Linked DNA regions of Zea mays: region 1 is linked to region 2. Evidence: chromatin contacts called from public Hi-C data. All regions are on one chromosome and are shown on one strand. Each heading gives the region's core, a stretch centred on a gene start, on an enhancer-like site or on the middle of the called end of the contact. The rest is flanking DNA. Distances are from core to core; before and after follow the strand shown.

Region 1 (5,391 bases), core at 2,769-5,268, 250 kb before region 2:
ACAACAAGTTGCTTCGTGGTTACAATTCTGCAAACTTATTGTTATTATTACCAAATGCACAGTCAATCATTAAGATTTAGACTAACATGCACAACACTATTTTATCCATAAGGCTTCTTCAGGGGCTCATGAATACCATTCGTCGTTTGGAGCCATTAGTTGACTTTAGATCAACAAGTAAAATGACCATCAGGGTCTAACACTCACAAAGACATTCACTGGTTGCATTGTGCTTTGAGGCACATAGGAAAATGTGTGTTTATATTGGTAGTGAAGTGCACGACATCAGGCCAATGCTGCCAAGCAAAGATTTTTATATGCAGAGATGTATAGTCCAGCTCGTTTTTATCACTGCCCATGGTTTACCCAATTACTCATACCGCTCTGGAATTGGGTATCGATTAATGCAACATTTTTAGGTATAATAATTTTGAGAGAGAACTTATAACAATGGTCAATTATTTATGGTGTTACCAGTAGGGCAAATATTTCTCCTCATATTATATACCAACTTGTTCTATAAAGCATTATTTCGATCTCTTCATTGTTCAGCAAAAAGAGAAGCTTTAGAATAGAACAGACAAGGCCAAGAATTCATTTTATCTGGGAAAAATCACCATATAACTAGCTTTTGATGAAGCAAATGATGATAACTGCTTGGCAAGAACGAAACAATATTGGTATCCGCCTAGGATCCATCTTCAACAACAGATAGTACTGCTCTCATACGAAAAAATCATCAGGGGTAGAGAGGATACAACAGGTCTCTACAAGATCTTCGTATTTCTATCACAAATTACCATCACCAATAGCTTATAGGTCAAGAATTATGGATCTTCCGGCGCCAAGGACCAATGACATATAAATGCACAATTTCACTTCAAGCTCTGTGGTAATATGGGATTTCATGGCTATTTTCTACTCTTCTTACTCCTGGTAGATCAGAGATATATTACGGTAAGCATTTCAAAGGGTGGAATTCAATGTAGTTTTGCTACATAAACTCCAGGTATGTGTCCATTCAGGACCGACCTTTACCATTTAGTTTACAGTGTATACCAAACTTGTCAAAGGACTATCCCAAGTCAATTTAGTCACTATAAGTATTTACAATTCCGAGAGATGTATGCGACACAAGCATAGAGGTTCTAGATAGGACGAGTAAAGTGGTTCGACGGGAACACACTATGGTTTTCACACCAACATAGTGAAATTTTTTCAGAGTAACCTCTCGGTATACTCGCAACATCGTGTTGCTAGCGGTTACATATCCTTTTATCTCATAGTTTGCTTCATGTCATCCAGCGACAAAGAGAGCAATGTGCTAACATCTGGTTGAGCAATGTATGACTGATATTTCTGATCTTAAATCATTTGGTAAGGTCTTTTTGCTTATTAATATAATCCCAATTTGTGATATCTTCTATGCCAAAAAGGTTTTCATGCATTATATTATATATCTTCGGGTTACTTCGGGTAAAACTTTATGCATGAGGAGAGAGCAGAGAATTAACTTATCCAAGTTCTGTTGTATTTCAATTTAGTTTCCCAGATTATTCAAGCACTATAGAGCTTGATATAGTTGTTATGGCTCCTTGGCGATTTATATAAATATATGATGCCACACAACACAATCAAATAAAATATATAGGCAAACAAAATTGTTTACAAAAGTTGCGTATAATGTGACTTTAGGGGCTTGAACAACCCACCACAATCCACGCGAGTATAAGCTCTAGCGTATGTGGCGTTAATGCGTGTGCGGCCATCAGGGCTACGACAGTATAGCAAGCCTTCGTAATAAGCGCAACAGGCACAATTATGGCTCGATAATTGGGGTACACGATAAATCCACGCAACGTGCGCAACAGGCGCAATTGTGGCTCGCGACAGACACACAGTGCCTACAGGGCATGCAAAAAATACGCGACTCAGCGATGGCGGTCTGACTCAACGGAAGCGATCCGATAATGGAGAGCGCGACATAGCAATCACATGACGCAGCCAAGTTCGAACGACACAAATATTGTGTCGTGTTGCCAGGGCGCAGTCAATATTCAGCTATTGCCATAACTCAGCCGATTACCAACGGAGCCTGATCGGCGTGTCTGAGTACCCATTATACAATTTAATTGCTCGACGTGAGTCCAAAAGCTCAACACATCATAAATATTTAGAGCGATCCGAGTCTACGCAGTGTAGTCTGCACACACGTTTTGAATAATTTTCTGCTAATTATTTACTATGAGAAATAAAGCAGAAAAATAATAATAGAATTAATAAAAATAATAATAGAATTAATGCATGAGCATAAGCAGATCAGATGCATGAAAACATTTTCCCATGCTTAAACATGCATTGTAATAATTATCTGCTAAATATCCACTACGAGAAATAAAAGCAGATAAATAAACACCAAAATTATTGCATGAGCATAACACGTTAGGTGTAAAAAGCATTTCCCCTATATTCAAGCATGCGTAATTATTTTCTACCGAAGATAATTAAGGTAGAGCATGAATTATATAAATTCAACAGAAATTTATTCATGAATCTCGACATAAAAAATGGAGTTTTTTTCTCTCTTCACGGCTGCTCCTCGTGAGCGAACGTTATGGGTGCACTTGCTTGTAAGCGTCCCACCCATCTGATGAGCATTCCAGCTCCTTCTCCCTTTTCTCTTTTTTCTTTTCTTTTCCCTCATCCATGCTGCAGTTCGTTGCAGACTTACAGAGGGATCCGTTTTTAACGCTGCCACTTTGACCGGTGACCAGGATTATCCAAGCTCCAACAGAAAAACGACTCCTCAGCCACGCACAACACCGATGGCGGGCGCGACTGTCGACATGCAGCATGGCGTGGCATCGGCACGACTGCCTGTGCGAGTGGCTCTGGCGTAGCCCCAGCGAGCGGCGCGACGCGGCCCCGACATAGGCGAGGTGCGGCTGCTGGCACGCGGCGTGGTCCCGACGAGGGTACGCTGGCATGGCCTCCAGCACGACCCAGCCTTAGGACGCCACCTCCAGCGGTGGTGAGTGGTGACGCAATGCGGGCTGCAGGCACGCATGCTGACGCATGACGCGGGCACGGCGCGGGTGCTCGGGCACGTCTTCCGGAACCCTACCAAAGATTGTGGAGCAGCAACAAGGTCTCCCACCGGGACAAACAGGAGAGCAGGGAGTTCGGCTAGGGGAGATCCCATGAACAGTAGATTAAAAAAAAATACCGTTCGATTACGTAGAGGGTAATCGAAGCCTGTCGCGTAGGACAGTTCGGCTAGGCCGGGGACCTGCCGGCTTGATGAAGAGTTGATGCAGATCTGATCCACAACAACGTCGAGGTAGAGCGTGCTGATAACGTTTTGAGAACTACGTTACCACGGATCACCAGATCCGCCCCCTTCCCTCCCGTCAGCAGTAGAGGCGCAAGAAGCTGTAGAGAACCCGTCTCCCTTCCCAGAAGCACGACAGAGTAACACACGAGACACAATGTATAGGGTTAGGTCTCTTGCCTCTTTCTCTTCCCTATTCCATATGAGGGGTACATGTTCTATATATAGAGACGCGATAGCCCTCAGGGCTATATTCGGTATTTGTCCACATAACCCTTCATTAGGGTTTCTCAACAGTAGAAGCCGTCCGATGCTTCCAGGTCTTAGCATCCAGTGCATGGTGGTGAGGCTGTTGTTTACCGTTGATAGAGAATCGGACGGTGAGTAGAAAAAAAAGTGCGACGTGGGTGGATGCTCTTAGCATGCACCTTTGTGACGGCCTTTAATATATAGGAATATGATAAGCTTGTTATTCACTTCTAGTTCTAGACACTCACATGACTGTATGTCTGTATCGAATTTCTTCTAGACACCCTCTTCGGATTGTATCATGGTTGGACTTGATTTGCTCGAAATCTATTTTGCGCAATGCAAAAATGGTAGTAAGAAAAGCCCGGCCCGTTGAAAAAACAGAGTGGATTAGGCCTCGTTGGGTCTGCCATTTTGGAGACCAACATTGAAAAAGCCCAGAATCGTCGCATCTTAGCTTGTTGGGCTATGTGGATAGTATGAAATTCCAGCTATCTTTCTCATATAGTACTCCCTTGGTCCAATTTAAATAAATCGAGCTTTATTAAATTTAAGTAAGTTTATAAAAAAATACTAGTATCACAGTTTGTCTCTAAATAGGGTAATCTAGTTATACTTGTTCATTGCTACATGTGCCCCATAAAGTTTGTGATTCTCGATTTTTGAGGTTACAATAGTGAAGATGTAAATTTACGGTGACACTGTTTGACACTATTTGTAAAGTGAAATTTAAAATAGTAAATGAGATAAAGAATACGATAGAGGATATGCTGGACATGCCTTATATTCATACGAAGAAACCAAAAAAGGCAGTACTAGATACATCTAGAGGATTCGTTGAGTGCAAAGGAGATCAACGACCACATTACACCGTGGATGAATAGGGTGTGATATTTTTCTCAATGCATGCAATGTCTTTTAATAGGGACAATTGCATGAGTGTTTCTGTTTTAGAGTGTAACTATGGATTTATTTCTTTTTTTTTTTGGACTTTGCGCGTTTACCATGTTTTTACAAAACAAAATTATTTTATGCACCTACTCTGTTAGTTATAGCAAATGGTGTTAAGTCTTAATAAAAAACACAAGGGACTATTGCGTCATTGCCCCTATTTTAGAGTATAACTCTAGTTTTACCCCTGTTGTTTATTAGACTTATGTGTTTTTATGGAAATTCAAATTACTTTACAATTTGGAATTTTAAAAACCATTTTGACAATTTGTTCAAACGGTTGTCAGAAGACAAAATAAGTTTGAATTGTTGCCAAATTATTCGTATTTTTTTAAAAAAATAATTTAAATTATTACAAGATAATTTAAATAACTCTAGCACTGCGCGCCTGCGCTGCACTAGCTACGCCGGCCCGTCAGGCCAGGACAGGCCGTCACGATTGGTGCGGGTCGTGGGCCAGCTGAACGGTAAGACTATCTGTAGCGCGGCCCCCTTCCCCTCCCCTCCCCTACCACTGTTCACATTATAGCGGCTACAGTAGCCCCCTAGCGCCCGCAGCGGCAAGCCCCACGGGCAACTCTCCGACGCGCTCCCCTTCTCTCTCACGCCAGATGAAGGGGACGACTGTGCACTCCGCTACGCGGTCTTCTAGCGGAAGCCGGCGCCCGCGCCAGACGGCGGAAAGTTCCAGGTCCACTTCTCTTCATCTCGACGGCTCTCGGGAACGCGGGCGAGAAGGGGCGACGCGGCGCGGATCTGGCGGCACAAGGCCGATTCGGAGCCGGTGGAGGTCGGCGCCGACGACGACCACGAGGACCACGTCCTGTTGCTGACCAGTGAAGTCCGTTCGCCTCGGAAGC
Region 2 (5,716 bases), core at 2,003-4,502:
GGACGAGGACGAGGAGGGGGAGGGGGAGGGGGAGGAGGAGCACCCGTAGGACGGAGGAGGAGACGCAGCAGGACGACGCCGTACAGCAGCAGGTGGAGCAGCAAGCCGCTGTCGATGCGGCACAGCAGGACGACGACGATGCGGCGCAGCAGGACGACGACGACGATGCCGCTCAGCAGGACATCTCAGGTTCTGGCTCCTCAGGTTCGAGGAGTATCTACCTGCGAGGTCCCGCGAGCCTACCTAAGCGACCCATACTTCGTGACAGACGTCCGCTGATACGACCCGATGGAGAGAGGTAGGTAACTTTAGATATTGTTGCTGCTTTTTCATATTATATGTTCAAATTAATAATAGAAACTAATACTTCATCTTAATCACTGCGACAGGTCTTGGATGATTTTGGAGACTGCAGGGGGTCACGGCCGCAACCCCAATGGCATCCTCGGCCTTCTATGCCGGGAACACTTTCCTGGACTTGTCGAGTACGCCGGAGTGACGAGCCCAGCATACACCTTCGACCACTACGCCGTCGCCCCCGATGCAGTAGATCGGGACGGTAGACAATTCAACAACAAGGCGGAGCGGGTGAAGCAAGAGCTGTGGGTAAGTCTTCCTCGCACTATATTGTTTAATAAGTCGCATTTGTTGCATATTCTTGAAATAATGTATGGATACATCGTCTTTGTATGTAGGATTTCTTCAGGTGCGATGCTGGATACGAGGCCAGGGCGGATGTGGTGTCTACGACGTGCTGTAAGAAGCTCGTCGTGGACATGCACTATGAGGCGCGCATCTAGGCCATCGTCACTTACCACGGCTCCGTCCTTGGGGAGAAGGTGAACAAGAAGGACGCCCGAACCATGTCATTGACTGCGGACCAGTACTTGCAGGTAAATACAAAACTTTATTATTGGTACTAAATATGCTTATTCTTATCTTCTGATATGCGGTGTACTTATATTTTTTTAGATGATTCCTCATTGGTGCGCCGCGCATCCTGAGTGCTGGGAGAAGATGGTGCAGAGGTGGTGCTCGGCTGAGTGGGATGAGGCGCACAACGCTAGCCGGGAACGGCGTTTGCTGATGCAAGGTCCCTCCCACCATCAAGGCAGCCGCAGCCTGGGCAAATACGCGGAAGCATGGGTACGCGCTCTTTTTTATTTAGGTATATAACTTTCGATTAGACATGATTTCTAACCATCTCGTTGGTTTTCTCGCAGTCGGCGGCACATGGTGGCGCGCCTTGCTCCACGTTCTCGGCATATGCCATGGCCCACAAGGGGAAGGCGACGTCCGACGTCACCTACAACCCGGATGACGGGCCCGAGGCGTACACCAACCCCGCCATCCACAGCCGACTCAGTGAGTACACCGCCATGGCCAAGGAGGTCCATGGGCCAGATTATGATCCGAGGACCGAGGACATCGACGGAGATGTCCTCATGAGGGTCGGAGGAGGCAAGAGGCATGTGCGGTACTGGATTGCCGACGGGGCAATCGACTCGTCCTCCACTCCCACTCTCTCTCAGGTGCGAGCAAGGAGCACGAGCGCGAGCCCAGCCATACGACCTCGGCAGGACACCTCACAGCATCGTATCCAGCAACTCCAGGTTATTCCTTATCTATTCATCGTTCATTGATTTTTATATATCTTCTCTTTGCATTATCGTAACATTAGGGCGAAATATTACAGACTCAACTAGATGATGAGAGGAGGCAACGTGAGGAGCTAGAGAAGAGGATGGCGGAGATGTTCGCGTACATGCAGAGCCTTGGCGCCGCACAGGGTCATGCTCCACCACCTCCGTTGTTCCCTGCAGCTGACCCTACAGAGTTCACTACTCCTGTGAGTATCAAAATTTTAGTACTGCATGATATATATTCATATGTTCTCACACATACAATCTGTTCTCTGTGCAGGGTCAATCGGCGGCGTCGAACAACCCTCATGCTTCGTCCAGCCCTTCGCCGAACCAGTCCAGATGCCCACCTCGTTGATGATGTGTTTTGTGATGATCGAGACTTACCTTTATGAGTGTTGGTGATGTTTGTTACACTTTATCTTGTGAGATACTTGGTGATGTTAGTGATGATGCAGACTTGTATCTGTTTTGTGATGATCCTAACTTTAGTGAGACTTGTGATCTGTTTTGTGAGACTTTGTGATATATATGGTGTTGATGATAAATGTGTTCATTCTGTGATGTGCTTGATATATAATGTGATGTGAATGATATATGTCTTTTGTTTGTTTGGATGGAACAACAAAAGCAAATAAAAAAGGGACATTCTGGTCACTTTGCCGAGTGTAACACTCGGCAAAGGGTTGCTTTGCCGAGTGCTATGACCATGGCACTCGGCAAAGAAGGAAACCTGGGAACCGGTAAAGACATCTTTGCCGAGTGCTGACAGTGGCACTCGGCAAAGAAGGAAACCTGGGAACCGGCAAAGATGTCTTTGCCGAGTGCTTTTGCCAAGGCACTCGGCAAAGATACTGGCAAAGGGGCCCACTGGAGGGTTCTTTGCCGAGTGCCAGTCCACCAGACACTCGGCAAAGAAACCTCCTTTGCCGAGTGTCTACTAGGGCTCTCGGCACATGGACTGGCTGTGGGGTCCACTGGACCAGTCTTTGCCGAGTGTCGACGTAGGCACTCGGCAAAGGATCCGTCACCGTCACTTGGCGCCGTGACGGTGACTTTTCTTTGCCGAGTGCCAAATGGCACTCGGCAAAGTCTTTGCCGAGTGCCCGACAAAAAGTACTCGGCAAAGAGGCTGTTGCCGATGTACAGTTCGCCGAGCGTTCTTTGCCGAGTGTTACACTCGGCAAAGCCTTTGCCGAGTGTAAAATAGCCTTTGCCGTGTGTTTAGAACACACGGCAAAGGAGCTGATTCCGGTAGTGAGCTTAGAGAAAGTTTTTAGAAGTTCTAATTCACTCCCCCTCCATATGGATTGGAGGGGATTGGTACGGATTGGGAGGGATTTTGACTTATTAGGGATTAAAACCCCCTCAATCCCCCTCAATCCATATGGATTGGGGTAGAACCGAACAAGCCCTTAGGTGTCAATGTTTCCTTCACTAGCCTACCCCTTCCCCTCGGCCTGCCCATTCGGCCCAGCGCCCCCGCCTCCCCGCGCTAGCGGCCCAGCCGCGGCTTGCCAGCGCGCGCATCGCCCCCCTAAGTGGTCCGCATCCTTGGCCTGCCCCGCTGGCCTGCTTGCCCGGCGTGGCATACTCCCTCACCCCCGTGCCCTCGCCGACCCACGACTGTCGCGCACAAGTGTGCTATGAGCCGCGCCTGGCCGTCCGCAGCCGCAGCTGCGTGCCTGGCCTACTTGTCATCCTGCCTCACCACTGTTCATCTTTAAAAACCGCCTTCCCACGACGTCTGCACCCATGCCGCCCCAAATACCATCGTGCGCGCTCCTCCCTCCCTCCCACACGCACAAAATCTCGCCCAACTTCCCCCACTCCTGCACCTTTCTCTCGCCCAGCGCTGCGCAACAGCAGGAGCTCGCGGCCGCCTCGTCACATTGGTGCTGCACCCCACCTCGTCGTGTGCAGTCCCATCAAGCGTCCGTGCCGAGATCTCATCGTCGGAGTGAGCGCCTATCTCCTCTCTCCTTCCCTTCCCATGATCTACCCCCTTGCGCACCGACCACATGGCTGAGGCCGCCTGGAGCCAGCGCCGTGGCACGTCGTCGTCGTTCGGTCGGCCATCGGTGAGCCCTCGCACCCTGCGCGCCCGCGTTGGCTCGTGGCCTGCCTGCACGGTGGCTCACGGCCGACCTGCGTGGCGTCCGCCTACGTGGCCCATGTCGTGGCCCACAGCATGATAGGTGCCCTGCGCGACGGCTCTTGCCTCAGCTCACGCGCCGCACACCGTAGCACCACGTTCGTATGCACGTAGCGGGTCGTCGAAACTACGACAACGCCCGTCTACCCCTAGACATCGGCATTTAACCCCCCCCCCCCGTGCACACGTCGAGCGCTGAGTCGTCGCGTCGTGCTCTCTGCGCGTTGCTGTCACTCGGTCACGTGGTGTGTCGTGCGCACCATAGCGCTTTAATTCTTGCTCGGATCACGCGTCGTTTCGGGCGCAGCACGCACACTATTTTCGCGTGTCGTGCGCTTTGCCACGCGATGATACTTTGCGCTACTTAGAATCGCTTGCACTAATTAATTTATGCAATGAAACGATGATTATTCTAGTATCGAATTGATGAGGATCAAGTAATAATTTTATTTGTACCTTTAATAAATATCAATTAATATAATTACGTCGGATTAAATATTTCAGTTCATATTCTCTTAGCGTAAACACGAGAAGCCCTCGATCATAGTATCGACCATCCCAGTTCCTTTCTCGTACAGTCATAAATGCGAGCTCTATATTTTGTGTGTATTAATTGATCTGTTTGTTTGTATGGTGCATTGTTTCTTTCTAATTCAATGATGTGAATGTATGTTGGCACTCACGTAGATAATGGTTCGTTTGTGGAGTCCGAGAATTTGCAGGAGAAGACCCTGAGCAACAACTGGTTGGTGAAGGCAAGTGTCCTCTGACCTATCTATGTCCTACTCACTTTATAATTCATCTCTCCATATTTATACAGTTAATACCTAAGGATTTACTAGTTTTTTATTCATCCTGTCCTTGATTACCTATTTGGTTGGATTAATTTGTATTAGCTTTATGCTAGCGCTCTACTTTAATCAATGAACATGATGAGATTATTTATGATACGATGTTTTACTTCTGGATATGATTATGTCATTATGATATTTAAGGGGACTCGAGCTATTTTTCGAGTACCTCTCCGTAAGGACTTATTCGTTGGATGACCACCCGAGAAAACAATGCATTCATGAGGGTGGAATGGAACGCCCTTAGCTAATTAATTAGAGGAACTAAGGTGTAGCTTGCTTCACCGCCGTGCCGTCAATGGGGCTCGATGTATGCTACTTACTCTGCCGAGGGTGGTTTGCCCCTTGGGGAACAGTACGGTGCATTTAGGAAACCTAACGGGCGGTTATACCTTTGGGGAATCTTTGTAAAGGCTTTGTAGTAAATCCCTAGCCGCTCACCTCGAGAGTGAACAAGGATCTTGCAAACCTGGGCTAGAGAGAGAATCACGACTCGTGGGTAAATTGTGCGATCTCTGCAGAGGGTTAGAAACTGATATATCAGTCATGCTCACGGTTAAGAGCGACCTTTGGAGCTCCTTTGATTAGAGATACTATGGCTACAGATGATGATGAGGATGATGGTTTTTAATAATGATGATTATAACTATAGATTCTAATATTTCCTCTTGGAGGGAGTACTTTTTGGGTTAATAACTTGGGGTTATTTCTAAAACTTGGCTCTCTACTAGTAATAAATGTCTGACCAACTAAAAGCACCTGCTTTGAGCTTCACCCCACATACAGCTAGTCCACTTCATCCAAACGAGGCATTTGCTGAGTACGTTGATGTGTACTCATCCTTGCTTTAACACCAAAACACCAGGTGTTCCACATTGCAACCCCTGCTCAGGAGTAGACGAAGGCGTCGCGGAAGATTTACAGGAGTTTCAAGACTATGATGAGTTCTAGACTTAGATTAGCGGCGAACCTCAGTCGACTGCCTGTGAAGGCCTTATCTTACTACATTTCTTCTTCGCACTTTGATTTCTGTTTAAGTTAAAGACTATGTGGATGTCCTCGACATC

What was found. Hi-C and Micro-C count contacts between places; a contact is called where the count stands out from the background.
Region 1: a Hi-C map of ear shows a contact between it and region 2, with 2.6 times the contacts expected there. The contact joins two enhancer-like sites. A contact is called at or near these places in 2 of 25 Hi-C or Micro-C datasets (ear and tassel).

What each region holds. Positions count from the first base shown.
Region 1 is chr4:157,690,083-157,695,473 of Zm-B73-REFERENCE-NAM-5.0, reverse strand. No RefSeq gene overlaps it. Among protein-coding and RNA genes, the nearest start is that of TRNAL-CAA, 6.1 kb to the right of the region's middle. Within about 2 kb of position 4,018, at least 14 of the 20 cell types and tissues checked have an H3K27ac peak or open chromatin away from gene starts, as enhancers often do. A contact at or near this core is called in ear and tassel, where this site is marked.
Region 2 is chr4:157,435,072-157,440,787 of Zm-B73-REFERENCE-NAM-5.0, reverse strand. No RefSeq gene overlaps it. Among protein-coding and RNA genes, the nearest start is that of LOC103653867, 26 kb to the right of the region's middle. Within about 2 kb of position 3,252, at least 19 of the 20 cell types and tissues checked have an H3K27ac peak or open chromatin away from gene starts, as enhancers often do. A contact at or near this core is called in ear and tassel, where this site is marked.